Linked DNA regions of Rattus norvegicus: regions 2 and 3 are each linked to region 1. The links are chromatin contacts, called in public Hi-C maps. All regions are on one chromosome and are shown on one strand. The core of a region is the stretch at or near the end of the contact, and the rest is flanking DNA. Distances in the headings are between cores, read along the strand shown. Region 1 holds the start of Adm (adrenomedullin). Region 2 overlaps Sbf2 (SET binding factor 2). Region 3 has its middle 74 kb from the start of Swap70.

What was found. Hi-C and Micro-C count contacts between places; a contact is called where the count stands out from the background.
Region 2: a contact with region 1 is called in a Hi-C map of the Rat2 cell line, with 12 times the contacts expected there. The contact joins the enhancer-like site here to the promoter of Adm in region 1. A contact is called at or near these places in 5 of 12 Hi-C or Micro-C datasets (the Rat2 cell line, Schwann cells, kidney and 1 more).
Region 3: a contact with region 1 is called in a Hi-C map of liver, with 3 times the contacts expected there. The contact joins the enhancer-like site here to the promoter of Adm in region 1. A contact is called at or near these places in 11 of 12 Hi-C or Micro-C datasets (the A7r5 cell line, Schwann cells, frontal cortex and 6 more) and 1 of 1 datasets of contacts at active chromatin or transcription factors (oligodendrocytes).

Annotation. Positions count from the first base shown.
Region 1 is chr1:174,178,778-174,182,447 of GRCr8, reverse strand. It overlaps Adm (adrenomedullin), which reads right to left and starts at 2,248. Exons shown (of 4, transcript NM_012715.2): 1 at 2,100-2,248; 2 at 1,549-1,668; 3 at 1,244-1,390; 4 at 77-1,047. The coding sequence starts at 1,646. The coding sequence ends at 735.
Region 2 is chr1:173,872,860-173,876,681 of GRCr8, reverse strand. All of the region lies in intron 16 of Sbf2 (SET binding factor 2), which reads left to right. Among named protein-coding and RNA genes, the nearest start is that of Swap70, 170 kb to the right of the region's middle. Within about 2 kb of position 2,426, at least 8 of the 93 cell types and tissues checked have an H3K27ac peak or open chromatin away from gene starts, as enhancers often do.
Region 3 is chr1:173,774,411-173,778,244 of GRCr8, reverse strand. No RefSeq gene overlaps it. Among named protein-coding and RNA genes, the nearest start is that of Swap70, 74 kb to the right of the region's middle. Within about 2 kb of position 1,359, at least 33 of the 93 cell types and tissues checked have an H3K27ac peak or open chromatin away from gene starts, as enhancers often do. A contact at or near this core is called in the A7r5 cell line, Schwann cells, kidney and 1 more, where this site is marked.

The DNA of each region.
Region 1 (3,670 bases), core at 999-3,498:
GAAGCAAAATCCCAGCACTTCCAGGCCGATCCAAACCAAGACCTTCCTTCCCCAAATGCATGAAGCGAGAATAAATCAGCATTGAGACAGTTTATTGGTTTGCTTTTTCCCAGATCACATATTTTATGTAAATAGATTATAGAAGACACAATGTTTTTTCTTCATCCACAGGCGGTAATCAGGCGCTCTCCACCTTACACACACACACACACACACACACACACACACACACACACGGAACCAAACAACCTTACACCTTGCTGAGACATTCACTTCTTAAAATAGGGGAAGGTGACAATATAATCGCTTTAAAATGCCCTTAATACAATATATAACGTACAAAAATATTTCTATATATTTGAAGTTACAAAAAAAAAAACCTCTTGACATCAACAAACTTAAATATGATAGTTACCTTTGGCTGTATAACAAGCATTGCACTTTTCCTCGCTAGGTTTTGGAAAGTTCAAGTAGTAATGAGGCGTATGCCCCGTGAGAAAACCAGTTTATGAGCGGGCAAGGCAGTGGCTCAGACCCCTGCCCGGAGAGAGTATCAGCCTGTAATTCTCGGTTTCTGACGTGAGCCTGGCTTGATCTTGGGTTCCTCTGCCTCCCCTAGGGGCAGCCAGGCAGATCTCTGCAAGATTGTCTCAGTCCGCTCAGGGTGCGAAGCTCTCTGATTCCGCAGGCGCCAATGGGATACTCGCCCGACTGTTCAATGCTGCCACCCGCACCTATAACCTAGAGACTCTGGAGATGTCTTGGTGCGCCGGGGAGGCTGGAGCTGAGTGTGTCTGCTCCTGGGAGGACTCCACAGTCCGGGCTCGGAGGACCTCTGGCAGGGAACGCCGGCGCCGGCGGCCATAGCCTTGAGGGCTGATCTTGTTTCTGGGGGCCATGCCGTCCTTGTCTTTGTCTGTAAACTGGTAGATCTGGTGAGCCAGTTTCTGCATTGTGCAGGTCCCAAAGCGGCATCCAGTGCTGCGGGACCCCTGGTTCATGCTCTGGCGGTAGCGTTTGACTCGAATGTGGGCTGTGCTCTGAGTGCTGCGGAGAAGGAAGGGCACTTCATCAACCAGGGCTTTGCTCCCAACCACCTGGGACCGCAGCCATGCAGAACCCGAGGGACCTGGAACCTGCTCCCTCCACCGGAGCTGCAGCTGCAGTCCAGCCAGGACAGTCCCCAGGGCCAGTAGAGTGGAGAGGGCACAGCACATCCTCTGCAGAGAGCATAGTTAGTTACCTGGCTTGTGGGGTGCTAGACGTGCTCTGCTTGTCCTGGAGCCCAAGAGTCTGGGTCGGGACTGTCTTCTCATCAACGAGCCCCGTAGGGTAGCTGCTGGACGCTTGTAGTTCCCTCTTCCCACGACTTAGCGCCCACTTATTCCACCTAGAAAACACAAGCAGATGCGTTTGGCTTAGGTTCAAGTGATGCCCCAGCCAACTCCAGTCTCCACTCCCTTTCTAACACCTCCAGACCATCCCTCAATTTTCCCTTATTGCCAGGTATTCGGGCTGAAAAAAAAGAAAGCGCGGTCCCAAACTCACTTCTTTCGGAACTGCGAGGAAGTGTCGAGCCGTGCGGTGTCCGCGCCGAGAACGGCGAGCGAACCCAATAACATCAGGGCGATGGAAACCAGCTTCATTCTGTAGCGATGCTCCGATACCCTGGAAAGGAGCAAGAAGCCGAGTGTGAGCAACACGGCCAGCTGCACAATCCCCGCAGCACACGAAGGGTGGCGGCAGGAGGGGGAGCCACTTGGCAGCGCTCTCCTTGGCTCAGCTGCTTATCTCCCCCTGGCTCTGAGAAACACCGGAGGCTTTTGCGCTGGCCCGGTGGGTGACAAGAACGGCAAAGGAGGCCATTGCAAAGTGCCAGGCTTCCAGAGGTTTCTGACTCAAGTCCTAGGATCACAGCCCAAGGAGGAGAGGGATCTCAGGAGAGCTCCGGCTGTGCGTGTGGGCTAGACCTGGGACGTGAGGTGTACTCTACAGTGGTTATCCTAACGTGGGTTGTTCCCCCTGTCCAGCGCTGCAAGTTTTCCGACTTTGGCAAAGCCATCCCCCTCCCCAACACGGTGGAGGCCAGCGGTTCCTACCTGCTGAAAGGGTGAGTTGTCAAGCACTTGAAGCAGAAAGTCCGAGACGTCCTTCTGACAGCGGCAAAACCCGCAAAGTCCAAGACTGACTGCGATGAGAAGCCGAGAAACCAGGAGCGGTAAAGGCTGGAGTTGTTCTGCCTAGTGTCACCAAGAAACCACTGAATAGTGAGCGCCAGCTCCAGCGTCTTATAAGCGCTCAGTGGAGGGAGGGCGGGGCCTGCTCTGCCCTGGAGCCCTCCCTTTCCTCCAGCATGCTTGCTTCTAAAACCAGACCTGCCTTGCAGCTTGCCTGTGGGTTTGGGGTAGGGGTAAGAGGTCCCCTGTGGCCAGGCGTCTCAGAGATCCCCTCTGAGAGATTAGACTGGCGCAGGACTTCCCTTGCCCTAATTTCCCAGCATAGGGTTCAAACAGTGAGAAGGAAAAGACAGCCAGAACAGCTTGGGGAGGGGGAATCCTTTGCCCACAACGTCTACAACCCAGAGTGCTGATCTGAGCTCTCTGGATAGTGCTGGAAGAACCGGGAGACGGGTGGGACACTTGGATAACCAAAACCCTGGACTTGGGGAGCTGTGACCTCGAATGGGCCGCGCCCCCTGCCGGCTTAGCACCTGACTGAGCCTCGACCCCCATCTGTGCCCGCCGGGTACACCTGGAAGGGTGGGACTCAGTCCCCCTGACAGCGGCTGAGACTGTGGGGTTGCTTGACACACTAGCCAGTACGATTTCGTAATCAGGGCAGAACTGGGAACAGCTGAATTGGAAATTGGGGTTTGGAGAGGGTAGTTATCTGAAGATTCAGAACTCACATTCCTATTTGGAAATACAGGAATAGCCAAAATTAGAACGAGAGATTTTTGTTTTCTTCCTTGTGATAGCCTTATAAGGGTATAACCTGCGAGTCGGCCTGGCTGCCTTCATTCACCCATTGTAAACGTGAGGAGTGACTGACAGGGCGCACACTAATGCCTCACGTATGTTAATCACTTTACAGTTGGCAAATCCCAGCCAGATCCCAATCTCTTTCGATCTTTACACACACTCCTGAGCTGGTGTTCTCTCGACTAAAAGTGAGTGCGGAGAGGGTAAGTATGTCGCCCAGTCACACTAAAGGTGGGAAGCTATAGAGTCCAGACTCAAAAGACTGGGGCGTGGCGGCCGAAGTTTTCTGGCTGGGGTCACCATTCTCATCAAGGGGCAGAGGAGAATGCGGGCCCCCGCCCAGAGATATGTGCTAATTCACGATGAATCAGTTCAAACACGTTTGCCTCTGGCTTGTGCTCTTCACAGATTCTTGAGTTCACTTTCTTCCCTTCTAGGGCCAAACTGGGCAACAGGCACAGCTCCGCATGCAGGGTTCCCGGAAGGTCCCGAAGCTAAAGACGTGCATGACCTACGCCAGCTCCTAGCCCCGAGTCCTGGTGATGTGGACGTAGACAACTCATGTCCTCCTCCTGGCGACCCCGGCAGATTTCCAAGCTTCCTACCTTATCTGCCATTAAGTGTTCTGAAACCAAGCGCAAAACCGTCTAGGCATTCTGTCCTGCGGACCTTGCTCGCAGTGCGGTCTG
Region 2 (3,822 bases), core at 1,177-3,676, 310 kb after region 1:
GAGAGACAGTTATAAATTAGTTGTAGATTTCTGTTTCTTTGAATTAATTTTGAAAATCATACTTGTAATCCAATCCATTGTTTAAAATGTAATTTAAAAATGGAATTTTACAGAAAACACTTGAATAATTCCTTTAAGGTGACAGCAGTGTACTCACTCATCAGATGCAGATGTGTGATGACAAAGGTGATTTGAAACCATGCCTAGACGCCCAGACGCATGCTAAGGAGTTCAGACTGCTAAACTGTCAGGAGCTCACAGCAAAGAGAAGGAGGCTTGAGAGATTGACAGCCCATTAGTAAGCTAACACAAAAGACAAGCACTTCTGAGGCAGCTAGAGAGAAATGCAGGAAGGTACTAAGAATTGCTAACCAAATGCTTGAGACCAGAGGATGTAAATGAGTAAAGGGCAGCCACTGTCAGCTCTAGCAGCTTCAGCCCTGCAGGAAGTGGTTAGCACATCTTTTGTTTTGTTTCGTTTTCAAGAAAATTATAAATCTGAACATTACATAAAATTTCTTCTTTTGGTTTAATTAAAAAATTAAAATCCTGGACAAGGGGCTCAGTAGATAAAATGCTTGGTGGGTTAAAAACAAGGACCAAATTTCAAATTCTCAACAGCCATGTAAGAGCCAAGCTTAGAGATGTCGGCCTATCGCCCAGCCCTGTGGGTGTAGAGACTGGCAGATCCTGGAGGATTGCTGGTTAGCCAGTCTCAAGGAAACAGTTCCAGGTTCAGTGTGAGACCCTGTTTCAAAATACAAAGTAGAGATAGCAAAAGAAGACATCCAAAGTCATCCTCTGGTTTCTACATAAATGGTAAAAGTCAAACTCTACTCTCCTCCTCTCTGTCATAAACACACTCTCTCAGACACCTCATAAGTAGCCAGAACGAAGCGAACAGCCACATGCAGCTGACAGCGTTAGCTCCGCAGCCTCCACTCTGAGCTCTGACTGTACATTCTTGTGCTGTACTACAGGAGGTGAACTACTGTGGTGTGAATGAGAGCATCACAATAGGCTCATAGGCTTCAATATTTGGCCTCTGGTGTGGCCTGGTTGGATGGGTTTCATCACTGAGGTGAGCTGTGAGGTTTCAAAACCTCATGCAGTTCCCAGTTGGATCTATCTCTCTGACTTGTGGTTGTTGTCTTAACGTGTAAGCTGTCAGCTACTGCTCCAAGGTTATGCCTACTGCCATGCTTCCTGCCATGATGATCATGTCCTAACCCTCCAAAACTGTAAGCCAGCCCCTAATGCACCCTTATCTTTTATAAATCGCCTTAGTCGTGGTGTCTCTTGACAGCAATAGAAATGTAACTAAGATATGGGAGGAAAGCCCTAAAATGGAAACCAGATGTGAATTTGAACTCCAGCTTATTCTGAGATCTTAAACAAATGTATGGGGTGGTGATAAGTAAAGATGGAAGGCAGTGATGAACTTAAAGCATCTGTTGGAGTGGCAGGCATGTAGTGAGTGCACAGTGGATAGCGGTAGGATGAAGAGCAGGATGGAGTTCAGCTGCAGGTTGAACGTCTTCTTGACCAGCCTCTGCATATGCATGGAAGTACAGAAGAGATGTAGTTGCTGGGCTCATGGGGCTTAGGCAGATGTCCACAATCAGTCCAGCTTCGTAAGTACTATCCTGTACTACCTATGATGGGTCTGTATTCTCCTCTGCTACCTATAATTCTAGCTAGAGCAGGAAGCAAGTCTCCATTTACTGACTTTAACTCCAAGGAGCATGTAAGCAAAATAAATATGCTCATCTAAAGATATATACATAAATGTACACACATAAATACATGTGTGTTTATTTAGTACTATTGAATGAACCTAAGACCTCACACATGCTAAACAAGCATTCTAATATGTCTAGTCCCAAGCAAAATACCCTTATAGATCTATATGTAAATGGTTTTTCGTATATAATCAGTACTAATTACTGCCCTTCACAAATGCTAAAAAGCATTTTCATCCAGATTAACAATGAGAATGTTCTCTGTGAATTAGCTAAACTCTCCCAATGGGTTTTTTTTTTCTGTATTTTTCTGTGCCCTTCCACCTCCTTGGAGCCCCTCAATAGTTCTGATCCTTGATCTGGAAATCACTTGACTGCTTGATACTTACATTGATTTTTCAGCAGACTATAATATATTCTTTAGGGCATGGACTTTTGGCTGTATGATGGGAACTAGAAAATTTTGAGGTCCTTGTAGCATGCTATAATTGGAAAATACAGAATTCATGACTGTCTTTATGAGTAACAAAAACTGATTTTATCAACTGCTTGTCCCTAAAACGAACTTTGTAAAAAATAGACTATTCTTCTAGTTTGATTTTGCTTAGGCAGCACTCTTTCCGTTAACACTAGTCAGCATTGTTGACATTTTTGAGAAGTCATAGACTTCATGGGGATCTGTGGGGGAGCTGTTGAATTACAGAAGAAATTATTGCAACAGGAAGTGAATTGTGTGTTATTATAAACACTCGGTGACTCAACAGATTCCCTTTCTTTTTTAATTTTTCTAGCTTTAGAGCTGTCCTTGTGGTCACAGATAGATTTTTCAGGGATTTTAGAGATATAAAGAGAAGTCATGAGCAAAGAAGGTTTTGAGTACTGGGGTAATGAAAGCAGACAGATCCCTCAGTCAGCAGGGTGCTGTAGTGTTTGTTGATGGTTAAGGTTTACAATGAAGAAGTCAGAGAACAACTGCAATGCCTGGGAGAAACTGATCTGTTTTCTCATACTCTTGGATGATACATTTCCAGCTAATAACACTAGATTTAGAATTGTAATCGTAGAAGGAAACCTGAAAATATGTAACTAATGTTGAGGTTTGGTCTTTTGCTATGTATTGTAATCCTAAACTATGTCTAGGCCTAGGAGTGAACTCTCACATTTACCAGCTTTCATTGTGCAAACTTTGTTCCTTAATTTAAAACTATTGCTTAAATAAAATTGGCTACAGCCAGTTACAGGAAGAATTAGAGGTAGGTGGGTTTTGAGTTACCTGGTTGGGGGTGAAGGAGAGGTGAGGGGAGGAGAACCATGAGGAAGGAGAAGAAGGTGGAAAGAGGTGGAAGCCACCATAGGGTAGGGAATCATGAAAGCATAGCCATGAGGGCTAACTAGCTGGAGTTAAGAGCTGCCCAGATGGAACATAGCAAGTTATAACTCAGGGTTATTGGTGGGAAAGTAGATTCTAATAGTACAGACAGTAGATATCTGCCCAGCCCTAGTGCTGATTAAGGCTTATTATAAATATAAAATTTGTGCGTTTTATCTGTGACCTGGATGATCAAAGGCAGGGTAGAGGCTCCAGACTGACATTAAATATTTATACAACTAATCTCTTAGAATGTGGCAAGTTGTCTGTGCATCTCTGATATTTGCAGGCAGCAGTAGGGTTGAAATAGGCATTTCTGAAAATGGATATAAGTAAATGATAAAATTTTCAGGACTTGATAGTGCAGGTCATTAGTAGTGTACAAGTTTCAAATTAATGACATCCCAATACCCACATCACACAGCTCAGAACCACCTACAACTCTCAGCTCTGGTGTTCCAGCACCCTCTTGTGGCCTCAACAGGCCCTTGTATTCACGTGCTTATACCCATACTGAGATACATATGGGGGGTGGGGGGTGAAATAAAGCATTGAGAAGATTGAAGAAGACAGAATCAATATTATAAGAATAACTATATTGTCAAAAGCAGTCTACATATTTAATGCAATTCCCATAAAAATTCCACTGACATCCTTCACAGAATTAGCAAAAACAATTTGTAAATGCATATGTAAGCACAAAAGACCATG
Region 3 (3,834 bases), core at 110-2,609, 400 kb after region 1:
CATTAACACTCACAGGACACGGACCCACCCTCACCTGGTTCTGCCAGGTTCTGGTGGCCTCTTAACACCACTAGCTGAGTTAGTCCTTGGGGGGACTAGGAGCCTTACCATGAAGGTAAAAGCATTTCTCTTCCCAGGACCCCAGTATGTGAGAATCCTCCAACCCTCAGCCTCTTCCCCACCCCAAGCACAGGATGGTGCCTACCGTGAACGAACTGGTCATACGAAAGCCCTGACCATTGTCTATCTATTCAACTTGTGTCCCTTCATGCTCTCTGCGGTGATGCTCAGACACTCTGGGTCCTAAATAAAGTCAGCAAGCACTATGTCCAGGGTAGCCAGAGCTGTTTGCGTAAGGGCAGGCAGAAACCAGCAGAAAGGCACAAGGAACACATGACCTTCTGTGGAGAAGAGACTCCTTGACCAGTGGCATTTATGTTGACTCTTACATGTGGTGGAGGCTGGGCAGAGAGGGCGTGGGGGAAGGCAAGGAAAGAAACCCAGCCAATCTCCAGGATCTCCGGGGCGAGGCGTGCTCAGGGCAGGCAGGTTGGGAACTGTTGAGTCTGTTCAGACTTGAGGAGGCAGAAAATCTGGGTAGACTAGGCCCTATCTGGTGGGAAGGCTGGCCGGGCAGGGAGAAGCCAGGCCCTGACAGGACACTTGTATTAGGGAGATTTTTCAGGGGGTTAAATGACCTAGTCTAAGGTCACACTGCAGAGCCGAATGGAGCTAGGATTTGAGCCCAGAATTGTTGGATTTTATCCTGTGTGCCCTTCTTCTATCTAGGCCAGAGGGGGAGGGAACCTGTCAACCCTGCCTGGGCCAAGCTTCTGGACAGCTGTTCAAGGCTGGGAATCCCCTCCTGGGGACCAGACGGGACATAAAGTTCCTTCTCTAGGAGGGAACTTGAGCCTTCTAGTAGAGAACAGGGCCCCAGCTGATTTAGCCACTCATATCCTCTGCCACATACAACCAGAGCACTGGAAAGGCTGTTCAGTATGTGGTGGACTTCAGTCCCTTCCAAGAGGAGCCCAGCCCAGCTTGGCCCCGCCGCTGCCACACAGCCCAACCATAGCTGAGCCTTCTAGGAAATCCAGGCCTGGGCAGGAAACAAATGAGTTTGCTCTGGGCTCAGGGGGTGGTGCCTGGCGACCCTATGTGGGTCAGACTTTTCTCTCTCCAGGCTCCTGTAGCCTCTTTTCCTGCTTCCAGCATCCTCTCTGCAAGCCTTGGCCTCAGCCAGGCAACGGTTCAACAACAGATGCCTGGACTGTTCCCCCCTCTCTGGCCACAGCAGATCCATCTCCTCATTCCCCGAGGTCCCCTGAGGTTCCACGTTCTGTACAGCCCCAGCCAGAGGAATGTGAACCATTCCCGGCATCTCCTCCCCTGCGGCCAGCCTAGAGAGAGGCTGGGGCCTCTGGGCCCTGCTGACAGGAAATTAGCTGGGCTTGGCCTTCCCCACTGCCTGCTCTGCGGACCCTGACCTGTGTTTTCTGAAACTTGATCCTGCGAATTTCAGAACCTCTTCCAGGTCCCCAGGAGGCCTTGTGGATCTCTGCACATCCAGCAGGCCTGTACCCCACATACAGGTTGGCCCCTCCTGCCCTGCAGAGGGCTGGACCTGAGACTGGGCTGGATGGAAATCTGGAGCTGTGTCCTGAGCAGACCCCACTCCTCTAGGCCATCAACCCCTGACTCCCGCAGGGCACAGCCAGGGACAGTGGCTACAATATGAAGTACTGGAGAAGGAGGCATCCCAAAGACCACTTGTGAGACTACTGTGGGCTGAGGAGCAAGAAGTCAAGATCAACTGCAGACTGGAGTGTCAAGGGCCACTCGTGTGGGACAGCAACGTGTGTGAGAGCTCTGCAAAGTGATTATGGATAAAGACAGACACTGACCACTACAGGCCTGACCATGAAGAATGAGGGACAGACATTTCCAAAATGACCTTCTAGGTTCCCCAAACTGCACGCCTAGTTGTGTGATAGCCCTTCTCACAGAGCTGCTGATCACTGAGGGACGACCAGAGCTCAGGCTGGGAGAAGGGAACAGTAAATCTCTGCAACCCAAGGCACCAAGAGCAGAAGATGAGCTTTCAGGGACCCTCAGAGGAATGTAGGAGGCAAAAAAGCAGAAGTGGAACCAAGCCCTGGGACAGCAGCACCGTGAGAGAGCACCCCACCCTTCAGCACACTGGTGTGTTTGGCTGTGTGGCGGAAAGTGAGCCATGCAGGGGGACAGAGGGTGGGCCAGGGCCAGGCTGCAGAGCCAACAAAAGGAGCAGAGAGTTTAAGAAAAAAAGGTGAACTCCAGGCCAGGCTGGGATGCACACCTTTCACCCCATACTCAGGAGGCAGAGGCAGGTGGATCTCTGTGAGTTGAGGCCAGCCTGGTCTACACAGTAAGTTCCAGGACAGCCAGAGCTACACAGAGAAACCCTATCTTGAAAACCCCAAAAAGGAAGAGGAGGAGAAGGAAGTGGGAGAAGAGGAGGAGGAGGAGGGGGAGAAGGAAGAGGAGGAAGGAGAAGAAGAAGGCTCCAGAGGGAAGGCTAGCCAGCTGGGCAGCCTGAGCTACAAGAGAAAACATTCTCAAGAATAAAAGGCTAAGGGTAGGGGTCAATGGTAGAACACTTCCCTAGGAGGTGTAAGGCTGGGTTTGATGCCCAGCATCCAAATAATTAAATAAACGAACAAGCAAGCTGTGGGGAGGGATCTGGGGTCCTGGGGTTACCAGTGACTTGGGTGCCATTGGTGGAGTGGAGAGGGTAGAAGGCGGGCTACAGAGGGTAGGGAGAGGTGAGTGGTGAGGAATCAGGACAGGTGTGCAAGAACCACCTGGGGCGATTTCCTGGAGAACAGGAGGAAGGTGCAGACAGAGGCCTTTGTTTCCAGGCCACCTAGTAGGGCCATGGGGAGCAAAGGTTTCTGCTGAAGAGGACTTCATCTGAGCTGGCAGGAGGACTTGCCAAGGCCATTCAACATTGCCTGAGCTAGAGCAATACACAACCCTTATTTACCCAAAGAGGCAGGGACAGCTTTAGGCCACCCCATCCGACCTGAGGAGGAGACACTGATGTGAATCCTGAGGTTGAAAGAAGGTGGGAGACGCTTCCGGCCCCCAGGGGGTGGCTCCAAGGTGCAGCAGGCACCTGGGACAGTCTCTAACCCTGCAAAGGGGTTTCTGTCACCGAGTTGGCATTGGTCCCACTGTGAATGTCCTCCATGTCCCCACAACTCAGGCCTTGTGACCTCACTGCCTCTGAGCACTTTCAGCCATGTTAAGGTCGAGACAGAAGTACCATCTCTACCCTGAGGGCCTGTTGTAGCCGTTAGCCATTGCCTGGGGATCTGCTAGATGGCATCTCTGAGGCCAGAGGCCACGGGTCCTTCCTTGTCAAGGGCCTTCGAACAAAGAACCCAATGTCAAGACACCCCTGTCCCCATTATGCCAGAACATTGAAGAACACTGTGGAGTCCTCTCAGCTTCTCTCCAATCTAACAGTCTGCTCCTCCTAAGTCCTTCAGTCCGTCCTTCACAGGCGTTACCTAGCACCATGACCCAGACCCCTCTCTCCTGTCCCCAATGAGCTTTGGTTGCATGACTTCAGATGCCATCTAAATGACATACTTGCCAACTTTATGTCCAGCTCGGACCTTTCCTGAACCCCACACGCATCCAACTCCCTTCAATATCTCTACTTGCAGACACCCTAACTTGAAATGACTGAGAGTAAATACTGCACCCTACCCACAAAGGACTCACCCTTTAGAAACAGAAACTCTTATCTTTCCTGTCACCATGGCCAGTTTTAGGAGCACCATT